Linked DNA regions of Gasterosteus aculeatus: region 2 is linked to region 1. A link is a contact called in public Hi-C data. All regions are on one chromosome and are shown on one strand. The core of a region is the stretch at or near the end of the contact, and the rest is flanking DNA. Distances in the headings are between cores, read along the strand shown.

Evidence for each region. A called contact is a pair of places that touch in the nucleus more often than the background predicts.
Region 2: a Hi-C map of liver shows a contact between it and region 1, with 6 times the contacts expected there. The contact joins the promoter of nrros here to the enhancer-like site in region 1. A contact is called at or near these places in 6 of 6 Hi-C or Micro-C datasets (blood and trunk muscle, liver, skeletal muscle and 2 more).

Annotation. Positions count from the first base shown.
Region 1 is chr21:10,485,528-10,492,899 of fGasAcu3.hap1.1, reverse strand. It overlaps vav3a (vav 3 guanine nucleotide exchange factor a), which reads left to right. Exons shown (of 28, transcript XM_078095652.1): 3 at 5,336-5,394; 4 at 5,521-5,586; 5 at 6,731-6,839; 6 at 7,298-7,372. Among protein-coding and RNA genes, the nearest start is that of vav3a, 28 kb to the left of the region's middle. Within about 2 kb of position 3,044, at least 1 of the 9 cell types and tissues checked has open chromatin away from gene starts, as enhancers often do.
Region 2 is chr21:10,540,784-10,548,155 of fGasAcu3.hap1.1, reverse strand. It overlaps nrros (negative regulator of reactive oxygen species), which reads left to right and starts at 3,133. Exons shown (of 4, transcript XM_078095654.1): 1 at 3,133-3,232; 2 at 3,347-3,536; 3 at 4,592-4,706; 4 at 5,909-7,372. The coding sequence starts at 4,605.

The DNA of each region.
Region 1 (7,372 bases), core at 1,795-4,294:
AGACCAGTTCATCTTCATTCATACAGTATAACACCATTTCTTTGACTTGGTTGTATTCTCTTTGCTTTTTTGCGATACAATAAGTGCAGTAAAAACAAACAAAGAGAGCCTGCTGACACATGCTGCATAAATATACATCACGTATACATACACCGTTGTTCGTAGTTGTGAGCGGCCCGTGTGGAATTCAGCCGGAGTAACCTTACCTGATTTCTCAGATCAGACGCGTTTGTGTACCTCGAGCCGCGTGGGAGCCTCAGCGTGCCTGCCGAGTGTTTGTGCGTTTGTCTGCATGTGAGAACCATGCAAACGTGCGATCAGCTGGGTGATGTGCTACTACTAACGGGAACATGAAGCATTCAGGGGGCGCGGGAGTAACGAGTGTGGATGTGTGTGTGTGTCCCGAGGGGCTGCGTTCTCTGCAGGTTGATGTGATTTACCTGGACACCACTAATGCCCTTGCGTTTGACCTTAACCCTGCTGAGATGGACTTATTAAAGAGGGGGAGCGATACAGGCACACACTCCGGTTCAAACAGCACAGCACTGAACCGAGCTCCGGTTCAAGAGAAACACGCCGTGAGTGTGACACAGTTAGGAGGGTCTTCCATTGGGACGCATTCTGTGCCAAAGCACAAGTTTGTGAATGATCTCAGGAGTTGGGCCGCTACGCGCAGAAAGACTTCTGCTCCAGTTATCACATGGCGTGCTGTTTGTGGCACGTGTTTTAAGAAATGTGCAGGCAGAAACCCCCATAGCTGAGCGCATGCACGGCTGTGATCGCATTACCACAGATGACATTGAAGCGATGGATCTGTGATTTCTTCCTGAAGCCCGCTATCACTCTGACAACGTGGCTTCTGAACCTTTCGGCCCTTCACCCTCCGGCTGTTTCACAGAGTCATTATTTTCCTAAAGTCACAATTTTTCTCACCCGCACTAAAACACGAGGCTGGCGTTAACAGATTTATTTATTTCAACGTCAACCCCAACCCTGAGGTCCACTGTGTCTAAGACGCTCGTCTGGGGTTTTCTACACGCGCAACTGTGGAGTTGAAGCAAGTAAAGCAGAGCAGAATGGTGGACTAAGTGATGCAGCCCATGAAGACGAAGAAAAAATGGCGAGGGTGTGTTGCATTCCAATAAGCTACAAGTCTGTATAAGCCAAACACACAAATTATGTATTATAGGCGTTAATGAGCCATGGCACTGATTGCCAAACATTAGCTAGTCTTTCTCTTCGAGCCAATCAGGTTTTTATTGGCTTCTGTGTGTGTGTGTGTGTGTGTGGATTGAATTTGTTACACAGGCTGCATCTGTCTAACACACACACACATGCACATGCACACATTAATGAATGCATATGAGCACAAACAACAATCATCAACCGCTCGTGCAAAAGAAGACAGACACACACACACAAATGTAAAATGATCTTTTACAAACCTGCGTTGCATTCGCTGTATCCGTTCTGCAAATGTTGCCTTTGTTAACACCACTTGCAGTTCCCTTTCCGGCTTTTCATGTACGTTTTATCAAACCTGGTTAATGATGCGCAACAAAATGAAAAGACATTTATTATATTTTATAACCCTGACAAACCTTTGCATTTTGTAGTCTTTTAAAAAAAATGTTGTGAATGAAGATGAAACTTTTAATTCCTTCACTGCTGCAACAAGGAGTTTCGTGCGAAACAAGACGGAACATCGTTGAACGGTTGAAACCTTTCCCACTCAAGTGCCTTGCGTGCAGAAAACTAAACCAGAGAGCTCTCAACAACACTTAAATAAACGTGTGAGGATGGGTGATGCTGCTAACACCATGTGAAGGTGCTTTCACATCTGCTTTACGCTTTATTTTGAGGTGGTCGGGTGGAGAAACACGCACGTTTCCCCACTGGTCATAAGCAGGGGTGAGAAAAGCCTGAAGACTAACAGCTGATCACCGGTCAGTTAGACTGACGCTGTTGGCCTCCATGAGAATTCACAGGGATGAGTGTGTGGACACAGGGGGAATAATTGCCTGCGGTTTTTATCAGAACGTTTCTGGGCGAATGACAATACTGCTTTCATTTAGGGACTGGGTCATTTTAACACTGCACGCAGATTAGTCAGCTTTCCCTTTAAACGCTGCAGTTAAAAGCACCGTTTTCCGTTTCAGAAGTGGGTAGACGTATAGCCAACCTCAATCGTAATCTGCAGACGCCTTGTTCGGAAGGCAAAGCCACAAAAAGGAGGAATTACAGCAGAGAGCAGGAAACGGACATGTGTAAAACCAACAGAACTGTTGGCATGTCATGCATCTAAAATACATCACGGACTTTCCCGTTGCCGTCTGCCCTGAGTCAAGATAGATAAGGAGGAGGTAATCAGATATTAGAAATAGTCTTCATTCATATGTGGACAGATGAATACCAATTTTGAAATCAACACATCCAGCTTTTATTTATTGTAGGTTTAGAATTTCCCCAAAAGCAGAGCATATAAAGGCACACAGACACGCCATGTACTGCCTCAGTGGCTCCGGTGTGAATCATTGGACGCAGCGGCGCGGCTGAGGCGAGGTGGGACGGATTCATTAGCCTCCATCGGCCGGCCGGCGTCCCCCTTCATCAGCACTCATGTGCCTCGCGGCGGCCGAGCTTGTGGCCTCGGCTTTGTTGTGCGCCCCAGACACCAGAGCTGTGCGTGTCCTTTGAGCTTTTTCATTGGGAAATCTTAGATGATTTTTTGCTGTTTCATGATGACACAGTTTACTCGACGCGCCCGCAAAGAACACACGCTGAACCAATTCAGCATTGGAGTCCTCGTATGCCTTCCTGCCGCTCCACGAACGTTAGGGATCATCTATATTTCTTTTGATTCCCGGGCAAAAACGAATGACTCATCTGCCTTTGGTTTTTATTTCCTTGACATTTCTATTAAACAGTTTTGCGAGTGTTACACATGCACGTCTTCAGAGACGCCGCTCGGTTGTCTGCAGATGGTCGATTCTGTTGCGAAAGAGTGTGACTCATGTACCCGATGAAGCCAAACAGCACTCGACTCGTCGCACAAACCTGCCTGCCAGCTTGCGCCGGTCAGCTTCCAAAAGCTCTGTTCAACACGCAGTGGATCTTCAGCTTGTCGACACACTGCACCTGCCAAGTGGCCTCTGGATGTCCTTTGTGTATTATGGGAAGGAGATCTCTATCAACTGTGGCAGAGGGAGGTTCACTCTTGAGTTTTAGAGGATGAAGTCAGTGCTCTGGCTCATCGGTGTTTGGATTGCAGCACTGATTAACACGTGTTCCTGATCATACACTTTATGGTGGGTTGGTTGGGAATGGAGTGGACTTCAGAAAACCAAAAGATACGTGACATCCGACCGTTGAGATACTCCCCACCACCTGTGACGGAGAGCAAGCGCCTTTACACTTACTCATGCTTTTTTGACGTGGGTTTTGCCTCTCTGCAGACAGACCGTTGCTCGGCGGAGGTGTTTGGGGCTTTGCATCTCATGGCGCGTTTCCACCGAGCGGTACGGTACGGGTCGGGTCTGTTACCATGATTTGGCGAGCGTTTCCACCGCCAACAGTACCCTTACTTGATAGGCTTGGTGTATTCCAGAAAGTAGTGATAACGTCACTTGATAGGCGTGGTGTATTCCAGAAAGTAGTGATAACGTCACTTAATAGGCGTGTTATATGACGGAAAGTGGATTGACGTCATTCGATCGCGCGAAAACTGAAAGCTAACCGCAAACAACAATGGAGGACATTCAGCTGATCCTGTTCCTGCTTCTCGATATGTGGCTGTTTGTCACAAGGAGACGACAATCTTTGTTTGTGCAAAGGCTACATGCTGCAAGTGTGTTGTCTTTCCCCTTGCGGCACACGCAAATGACAACACTCTTTCAACCAATCAACGTTCTGCAGTGAGTCTAGCTCCACCCTTTAGTACCAAACAACTGTGCCAGGTACCCCAACGGAAGGGTACCCAAAAAGTGGTACGGTACGGTTCGGATTTTTGGTACCATTCTCAACTTTTGGCAGTGGAGACACAAATAAAAGGGTACCGACCCGTACCGTACCGCTCGGTGGAAACGCGCCATTTAACTTTACTGTCTGACCTTAATAAAGAAAACTAAAATGAATATTTCTAGTGGGCTTAGTTTGTGCATAAGCGTCATAGATGCAGGTCTCGTCTTATAAGGTGTCTACTGCTGCCGAGCTCCGTGTGTCTCTGTCACAAACACGGCTCGGCAGCCCCCCGGATCCCCCCACTGTTCAGCTGCACAGCATTACTGTTTCCCTTTGATCAGAGCTGCGACTGATAAACTCAATGCACTAATGCACTAATGTCATCTCAAAGACAGACTTTGACAGATTTACATACTGCCAGTCAGTGTTGTCCACTGTTCGTTTGATCGCCGTGACGCCACGTTGTGTCCCTCATTCTATGGCCTCCAACATTGTGTTTGGAATCAGTGACACGCAAAACACGACACGTTATTAGTTGCACAGCGTGCACAGTGTTGCAGTCTCCACTGTTTATACCGGTGGGGGGAGGGAAAGGCCAGTTGTGTGATCAGTATTGATCTCTGAGAGCTTATGCTCCGGGCCAGATGTGCATCTAAGTGTGTGTGCGTGTGTGAATGAGAGCGTGCAGGCCGGTGTCGGTCCACGCGTCATGTCAGCGTTATGTCAGCGGACAGACGAGAGGTTGTCGGGTCGTTTTTTTCCCCCCAGGTTGTTAACAGACGTGAATGAGAGGAGCTCCGCGCCCAGCGTTCACTCAAGATACTTGAAGGGTGCCGCTCGTTCGACAGTGACTAGTCGAGCACAAACACACACAAACACACACACACACACACACACAAACACACGCAGAGAGAGGGGTCAAGGGCACGCGCAGGAATGAGCACAACAGCGTGAAATTAGACTTCATCCTAATAGCAATCATGTCAGCCCGAGCGTGCATGTGGAGAACTTCACAGCAAGGTCAATTACCGATCGGCTCACGGCACTCTGATCCACTGCTTCTGTTGACTGCGTGTATATATATTTATATATATATATATATATATATATATATATATATGGATTGCTTATATCTCAGGATACACGTTGGCATGCGTGACTTCATTAGCTCTCGAGTGTCTGTTATTGCACACAAGTAAATTAAGGTTACAAAACGTGTGCGTGCAGCCCTGTTGGAGTGTTTGAGGATGCTGCCCTCATGTGCCGCCGCTGAGAAACGCATCCTGATCACAGCACCAGGACCCAGACAACAGACCGTTAACGTTATGTCTTTGTGATGTAAATGATATTCATGAGATCACGTGTTCCATTGCAGGTTATGGACACGCTCTCGAAACTTTCCCACACTGCGATTGCACAACAAACAGGAATCAGGTATGTGGAAGTGAAATGACTCGATCCAATAAAAGGGGAAAAATGATGCTACAGCATCATTAAGCACAATTCACTAGATGGTCCATGGCAGGTTATAATTAATGAAGCTCTCTATTTCTTTTATAGGCCTTATCCATCAGAAGAGAGTGTTGAAGATGAGGACATCTACAACCACCTGGAGGACCTTATAGAGTACGTATGGTCACCTAAACCTTCATTTTAAAGTGATTTGTTAATTTAGTCCCAAGTGTCCCTCCCACAAAACTACATCTAAGGACGAATGTAAAGCCTGTTAAAACTCCACTTAATTGTTTTATGGACATTAATTTCGTCTGAACAATTAAGTGAAATGTAATTTTTGCTAATAGCATGAAGTCTTGCAGTCAGTTAGATGCCAATTTACTCTAAAAGAACTTCATCAAAACAACAAACATTAAAAGTGAATGAGGAACGAACGACTCTGACAGAAGGCCTTAATCTAAATGTCCAAAAATGTGCAGAAGTGAGTGTCTTCCTCATAGTTCATTAAGTGTAGTTCTCTTATCAAAATCACTTGTGGTTGTCTTTTGTAGGTTAAAGTTTAACCTAGCTAGCAAATATGGGAAAATGTAGACATTGGTTTTGAGGTGCGTTTCAAGGGCAGATCTATAGCCAGTGTAAGGATACAAGTCAGTGGAGACAGATCATCTTACTGTTGGGACGGCCAGCACTGACACAGCGCTGACAGGAGCGGCAAGCAGCCCACTAGTCAGCAGCAGTGAGGAAAACAGCAGTCTGACAGCCGCCAGCTGTGGACGTGAGGTGCAAGTAGCAGCCTGGATGACTCCGAACAGAGCCGTGTTCACCTGTCATCTTCCATCATTTCATTTCATCTCTCTACTTGTGCAATGAGTGCAGTTACCTGTAGTTTGCTTGTTATTTCTATGCAAATAACATGATCAATCCCTGCTAGTCCAAACTACAGGCTGTGTGTGCGCATATCAGCCCTGAGTCATGTCGAGGTACAGTAATTGGCTCAGATGTGAGCAGCCAGAACAGTCTTTACTCTAGTGTGTGTGTGTGTGTGTGTGTGTGTGTGTGTGTGTGTGTGTGTGTGTGTATTTGAGTGCTTCTGAGCCACTTTCACAGCCACGGATTAAGTGTCCCCGCCTAACAAGATTTGTAGTATACTTTTAAAATCCTTATTGTGTTAAACCAGAACTGCGTGGTTTTTTTTGTGTGAACCTTTCATGTGGCTGTCATGAGGGATGAAAACCATTACCCACTAACAGTCACAGACGAACAGCTGTCTGACGTCATGTGACGTCTGTACCGTGTTGTGTCATCTGCGGCGCAGCGAGAACGGGGTGGAGGACGAGGAGGATCTGTACGACTGCGTGTATGATGATGAAGATGGAGGGGAGATCTATGAGGACCTTATGAAGACAGAAGCCATCCCTCCTCCGGTTAGTCCTCCTCTCTCTGACTTCTCTTCTTTACCACGAGTAAGATTGACACTTGACACATTCGGTTACCGTCTGCATCAAAGACCTGGTATGAAAATTCATGAAATATGCTACAAGTGTGATAAGAAGATTGATACTGCTTTCTTTCTGCATGTTAACTAAATGTGAAGCTACAGCAGTTTAGCATAAATATAAAATATGCTTTTACTCTATAGACAATGTGACAAGTTATTTGGTAAATGTATTTACATTTTATATTTCAATAACAAATGATGGTGCCTCCCACTCATGTCATAATTGGCAGGAAATCCAGCCAGCAAGTGTGACTTTGCTCACACGGACCACATCTGGTTGAAAGCTCAACCGTTTATCAGCCTACAGCGCTGCCACAGAGTCACAGTCCTGTGTTTGTGTGTGTGTGTGTGTGTGTGTGTGTGTGTGTGTCTGTGTGAGTGTAGGCGTTCCAAAAGCAAGCAGAGACTGACATCAGGAGTTGCTGCTTAACAGAGATCAAGCAGACGGAGGAAAAGTAC
Region 2 (7,372 bases), core at 1,884-4,383, 55 kb before region 1:
ACATCCACAACTGGGAGGACTTTCCTTCCCCCTTGTTCCTCGGTTCTCAACACCTGGACCAGCGAGCGGGCAGCTAGCGGTTAACGTTGGTAACAGTGAAAACTACAAAGAAAGGGTTGATGGTGGTGCATGGAGTAGAGAGGGTGCAGCTGCTCCATGTCCCACGTCGAACTGTCCCTGAGCAAGACACCGAACCTCTAATTGCTCCCCGGCTGAAATGTAAAAGCCATGGGTTAAAAATGCAATGTGAGTCACTTTAGATAAAAGAGTCAGCTAAATGGCCTGTAATGTAATGTAATGTAATGGAATGAAAGACTAGAAAGTGTTTTCCTGATCAGATGTTTCCATCACATGAGTGCCGGCGCAGACCAGCAGCCATCAGCCAGCCAGTGGGGCTCCTCACGCGCACCAACGTACGCTAAAAGCACAAGGAGATGCTCTGATTGCAACACACACACACAGAGGGAAGGGTGACGTTATAGACATTACTCACTATATCTATATGCTGCTGCTATATTCATCAAATCAGTCCTTTAGACAGCATTGTTCAGCTTAGCTAAATTAAAGCAGTAATTAACAATGTCTGACTCACAGTGTACTCGGGTAACTTAATGTTTTTTTATGTCTGCCACGAGGAATCCTACACAGGAACACATTCAAGAGAGACATTGCAGTTGTTGATGTGCTGAACCAGATCCTCGGGATTCATAAATGAATTAACAGACATAAACAACATGCACCGCCCACAAAGACACAAAGCTTCATCAATAGGAAATAAAAAGGAAAACAGATCCCAGCCCGGGACGCAGTGTTCTGCCTCAGCTCTGTCGATCTCCGAGGGCCACCACTTCAATAACCGAATGACTCATTGTAAGATGTACAGCCAATATCAAGAGGATTGTCCCCTCGGTGTGTCTGCGCTGTCCCTTTCTCGTTGCGTTTCCCCACAGTGTGTGTATCTCCTATTGCAGAGCAGCATCTCCAGCCACCTCTGTCCTGCTCTGACCCTGAACGCCTGTTTGCCAAGCTGTCAGCCTCTCGTTAGCCTCTCCGCCCTTCATCGTTTTGACTGCCACCGCGGGTGGAGAGACTAACTGTAGGTCTGTAGTATTAAACCGTCTACCAGCAGTTCAGCACAAAAGCTATTTGCAGACACCGTAGCTAAAGAAATGTCCTCTTCTGTCATGTTTGTGGTCATATGGGTTTATACCTGCACTAGTGGTTGTGAATACGCAATGTTCCCAGTCTCCACAAGGGGGCAGGGAGCATCTTGAGATGTGCATGTTGTGCAAATGGCCTCACGTCCTAGAAAGTCATGTGCACCAACAACAAAGAGAATATAAGTTCTCCACCGCACTTTTCCTTATTAATCTAACTTTTTATATCTGTTGGTGTTGCAGCAGTAGATTCAGGTTCATGCTGAAACAATATTTAGATATTGTTTCAGTATTTAGAGATATTACAAAAAAAAATGATGTTTAGGTCAAAGAGAGGAATTACATTTGTATCGACTATGTATATCGGTATATTCTAACGTGAGCATTTGTGCATATGTTCGTTATTTATTATCCCTCATTGCAGTGGTGCTTCTTCATAGGACTTTAGTTGCTCACATCCTAACTCACCCATGAGACTTTACACCCAAACTGTAACATCACCTCGTCAGCTCTTTGCAATATGTCTTATTGGGACAGACATGACATTGGATTTCTCCTTCTGCTACACATGCACACAGCGTGAGAGCTGCTTTCTGTCCGTTTGCTTAGAACAGGAGAATAAAACAGGTGATGCGTGCCGGTACGACTATACATAGTCGGGATTTGAGAAGGCAGCCACAGTTTCTGGAGTAGCCCAGAACGGACACGCTGACTCCAGAGAAACCACTCACACTTTTTGACAAGAGGGTAGAACACGCCTGTATCAGCTCCTAACCGTCAACCGAAAAAGACTCTGAAAAGTAATTCCCAGGCTCATGCTTGTCAAATCTTTAATCAAAAATTAAAAATGTCCTCCACTTCAACCGCACTAACGCATCGGATATACATGAAGGTTTTACTCGACCGGAAAGCTTATATTTGTATTCGTATTTGTGACAGCACGTGGTTGAAGAAATGACACAGTGTGATATTTAAAGGAACAAAGACAGGGCTGCTGTGTTCACTGGTCTGAAGTTTATTGAGACAAAAGCGTGTCGTAAGCTTCTCTACCGAGTGCAGGCAGGAATTGTAGGGTGATGCCATCGAGGTCCCAGAAATATGAGTGCAGGAGTGCGTTGTTGTTGTGTTCACAAGAACCTAATGAGGCCCCTGTCTTAAAAACAATGATTCGTAGCTGTACTGAAATAAATAATAATGATCTCAGTCAGCGCTGTTGCCACCGTTGGCTGCCAGTTGCCGGCAGAATCATAGATATGCTATAGCCTCTTTAATACATTTTCTCTTTTAATGCGATTTTAGTAGTGTCAGTAGACAGATAAAGGGTACGAACCCACAGGACAAGGATGCCTCTGGGATCCCACATCCAATCTTATATTCAATGTGGGATCTTATATTGTATTCCTCTGTTATGAGTCCAAACTCGTAACAGCCAGAGGTGAGAGCTGGAGATGTTTTGTAAAAAAGCAGGAACTTTACCAACAAATCAACTCTACGAGGATGGCGCCATGACTTCCTGATTCCTATTCCCTATTCCCTCATCCACTGGGAGGAGAAACAGCCCAACAGGCAGATTTAAGTTAACCGTAACAATAGAGCTGGTGTGCTTTTCGCAGCTGGTTATTAAGAAACGGGATGGAAACACGTCCACGTAAGCAGACTAGGGGGCCTGACCGACGGAGGGTCTGTGTTTAGGGAAGTTGGTTACTGACAGAAGCCATGTTGGAAACATATCGGTGTTGAATGACGAACCTTAGAGAACTTTATTCACTTAAAGCATAGTGCAGGGATTTGGTGCGTGCTAAAAAAGCGGGCCCTCCATTATCTCTATGTGCTGCGTTGGCCCCCGGTGGATGAATTCAATACTAAAGCGCGTTCTGCATCTGTGTGTTTTGGAACGGCTGCTGCAGTGACAGGCCGAACACCGTGCAGGAAGGGCGTGTGTGTGTCTGGTGGTTTCCTCTCTCATCGGTTGGCTGATCAGAACGAGTCGAGGGTGTCAAGGGTGTGTTCTCGTTAGGTTTTTGCGGTGGCAGTTGTGCTACCAATCGTAGCTTCTTTTTTTTTTCTGGTGGGAGGTGCGGGATGTGAGGGGTGTGTGGGGTGTGGGGGCCGTATTGCTGTGCTGGTTGAGAGCTGTTGAGCCTTCGCACTTGCTTGAGAACCTTTTCTTTTTCTTTTTTTGATTGCAGCTTGTCCATGTGACTCTGGTTTCCGCTGCTGGCCTGCTTCCGTGAGCAGTAAAGAGAGGCTTCAGTCACATCAGAGGAAGGCAGCCGAACGTCACGCGAGCGAACGCTCTCTGCAAACGGCGAGTCAACCAACGATATGGTCAGTGGATCAACCGGCAGTGGCTTGGTAAATCCACAGCTAACCACCAGCGTGAGTACACGAGCAGTGTGCATTAGTTTGATGTTGGTGTTTGCAATTTGCTAAAAGAAGCGACAAAGCAGAATGTTGAACCTTAACAGTTTGTCTTTTGAACAAGTTATTTCATTGATCACCTTCCTTTGTGCGTACTTGAAAGCTTGCAGTGTTGAGTAGGATGTCATAAAGTGCTACAACACAGGTCATCATAAAAATGTAGCTCTCAAAATGTTTATTCATTTTGCATATTGGGTAATTAATGATATGACTTGGTTTCGACTAATGATACAACGTCAACCCAATTTAATAATGCAGATTTCTCTGTACCGATTTTAACATGTATTAATTAAAACATTGCACATTTTGCCATTGTTCTATTCGATGAAACCCCATTCTGTCGTTTTGTGCAATCCTTATGTCGCTATCAAACTAAAAACTAAGAACAACAACACAACACAAAAATCCTCAAATGAAAAGGCGTCCAAGACAAAGAGGGAACACAAGGCCTCCACATCCAGTTAAGGTCACGCTGCGGCTTGAGTTGAAATTAGGGGAATTTTACCAGAATGCCCAACAGCTTTATTCATCAGAATAAAATGCATTCAGACATGGACTTGGATTTTGTTATTGTGTAGGGACCTCCAGACCCAACAGTGATCCGCCGTGAAAGACTTGCCTGTCAAGTCTAACACGTACATTACGCTTGCTCACAGCTACAGAAATGTTTAAATTATGACAAAAAAAAATCTTGCAAACCACCCCAATGTTTTTGGTATGAGTGGATAAATGTATATGTGCCCGTCCGACACTTTGATGTCAAGCTTCCGTCTCGTTCTCTCAGTTTTAGAATCCGTCAGTTGTTCGGAGGGAGGGGGGGATTTACCACATTTTTTACACGGTCCAAAATGTCCCCTCACTATGCTCATCATCGCGTTCAAATCTTGAACGGAGGAAGAGCGAGTCTGATGTAGATACTCGTTGACTGATTAAGTTGGACATTCCGCAGTGAGCTCATGTCTTGATTGATTGATCAGTATCCTCTCTCTTTCCTCCCATCGCCCGGTCAGCAGTGAGGATGTTAAAATGCCAGTCCACATGCTCACTGCCATCCTGCTGTGCTTGTCACCCACGTGGAGAATCCTGACGCCGGTCTCAAGTCATCCACGACACAGCCAGTGTCAACTGGTAAGACTCCAGTTCATAAGAGACACTGTTGTATAACTGAGATTACCTGTATTAATAAAGGTTCAATTAACGGTTTGTGATTAATATATATCTATCACCCTAAAATATAAAAAAGGGTCTCAGAATAAGTGGAGTAGGAACGACGCCCAAATGGTGAACAAACTCCTTCGTACTTTGTGGATTAAAGATAAGCATTTTTCAGATCGTGTCAATATTGCAAAACTCTACTGTGAGGCTGTGTTCAGTGTGCGGCCGATGTTCTGCCAACACGATAACTGAGACTAAAAATCGTCATGAGAACATCCTGTAGGAATTTACCTTTTGTGAAGATATTTTGAGTGCTGTAACATTTCCTACTTTGTCTCATTGGAAAGGCAAATAGAGTCATTTAATCCATTAAAAAGGTTTGTCAGCTGTATGTGATGTTTATAGTATTTTTCATTTTATTAAGACAATTAACTTTCTAAGAAGCCATTGTGTTATCTATAATTTAACAATGGCACACTCACAACATTGGATTTATTGGATTGGTGGAACTTTCTCACATTGTTGATGAAAGACAGATATTTGAAAAAGTGAATACATTTTCAATTGTCCTTTTAATAAATGAAGTAGCTCTCTAATGAATTACCTTTCTGATGTAATCTTTAGTGCAACCAGAGGAGAAAACATGTTTTATTAAAACTGAAAGGTTTTTGATTAATTATCAACAATGACTGTTATAAATAAATTGTAAAAAAATGAAATATTTGTGATATTCCAAAAATGTTGAGGTTTTTATGTAACAAAGCTGTGAGTTAAGAGATGGTTCTCATGCAAAACTAATTCAAAAAACTAAAATATTATTTGAAAACTTCAAGTGATGTAGTTTGAGCTCATTACTAATATCGGCGTGCTGACATTTTCACAGTAACAATGGTAACCTCATTTTAACGCAGATGATACATAGATATACAAAGATACATACATTTACCAAGTTCCCTATCTGTGTTGAAAGTCCAGTAAAGTATTGAGCACAAAGTTATTTGAAATAATCTTCCGTCTCGTTCTCTCAGTTTCCGGAGGCTTGTTGAACCTCTTGAAACCCATTAAAGAGACAATCTAACCTTGAGATTTTTGCTCGAGAACCTTGCAGTATTTAAACAGGTACACATAGAATAAACTCACACATTTAAAACTGTGTGCTCTCCTTCTCTCTGCAGATTCAAAGAACAGCTCTTTGCAACCACTGCAATCTCTCCTCTGTGCCTGCAGGACTGCCCGACAACTTAGAGGAGCTTCAGCTCAACTACAACAACATTCAAACACTACAGAGCAGCTCTCTACTTGGTTACCCCTCACTAAACACCCTGAGCTTAGCTTGTAATCGTTTGGAAAATTTGGAATCAAACACTTTTCAACACTCAAAGTTGTTAAAAAACCTCAATTTAGCAAATAACAATCTTTATGCTGGCTGCCAGGAATCCAGCCACGCGTTAAAGACTCTGCCCGGGCTCAGAGCTCTGGATCTCTCTGAGAATGGGCTCGAGGACGACATGGTGGCCACCCTTCTTCAAAATCTGACATCCCTCGAGTACCTCAATCTTTCTGGAAACTTATTGCAGAGACTGGATGAGACCTCATTCGTGGATCTTCACCAACTCAAGGAACTCGACCTGCAGAAAAACATCATGTACGAGATCGATGGCGCCTTCGACGGCAATCCGATGCTCCAGCGGCTCAACCTGGCCTTCAACTATCTGCCTTGCCTGACAGACTTTCACATGACGCAGCTGGTGGTCCTCAACGCCAGCCACAACTTCATAGAGTGGTTCATCGCCGGACAAGACCTCAACGACACTTTCCAGCTCGAGACACTTGATCTGTCCAACAACAAAATGCTCTTCTTTCCTTTCTTGCCCAACCACAGTCACTTGAGGAATCTTTACCTGTCCCAAAACAGCATTAGCTTCTACGAACACTTGGCAGACAACGGCACGTTCCCGAACTTGACCTCAACCGTTGAGTTCTACAATATGAAGACGTACACGGGCAACGTGACGGCTCAGCTGTGGGAGGAGAGCCTTCACGGTGACATCTCCTCTCTGGAGATTTTGGATCTCAGGGGAAACCAGGTAGACCATTTTCCTAAAGGATTCATCCAGAAAATGCCCGCCCTGTCCAGACTTCACATGTTCACAAACTGTCTGGAAACCTTAAATCTGACGTCGCACCGGTTCTCGGGCAGCTTGTACGAGTTAGACCTCAGCAACAACAGGCTGAACCAGATTGTCGCAGATAGAGGTACGCTGAACGCTCTCGGCAACCTGACGTACCTTAACCTCAGTTTGAACAGCCTGGAGGGGTTACCCTCGGGACTGTTTTCCTCCCTGGCCGGCCTCCGGTCAGTGGATCTCAGTTACAACAACGTTGACATTTGCCATCCTGAGGAAGCTGACCCCTGCACGGACAATAGCTCGACTTGGGCGGATTGGAAAAACGCTGCATCCTTAACGCAGCTCTACCTTAAGGGATGCAACCTTAAAATAATTCCATTGTCTGCGTTCGCTGGTTTGTCTCTAACGCACTTGGAACTGTCTGACAACCCCGGACTCGTCGTCCACCAATCGATACAAAGTCTCAGCAACACAATACGCCATCTAGGTTTGGGAAACACTCAAATACAA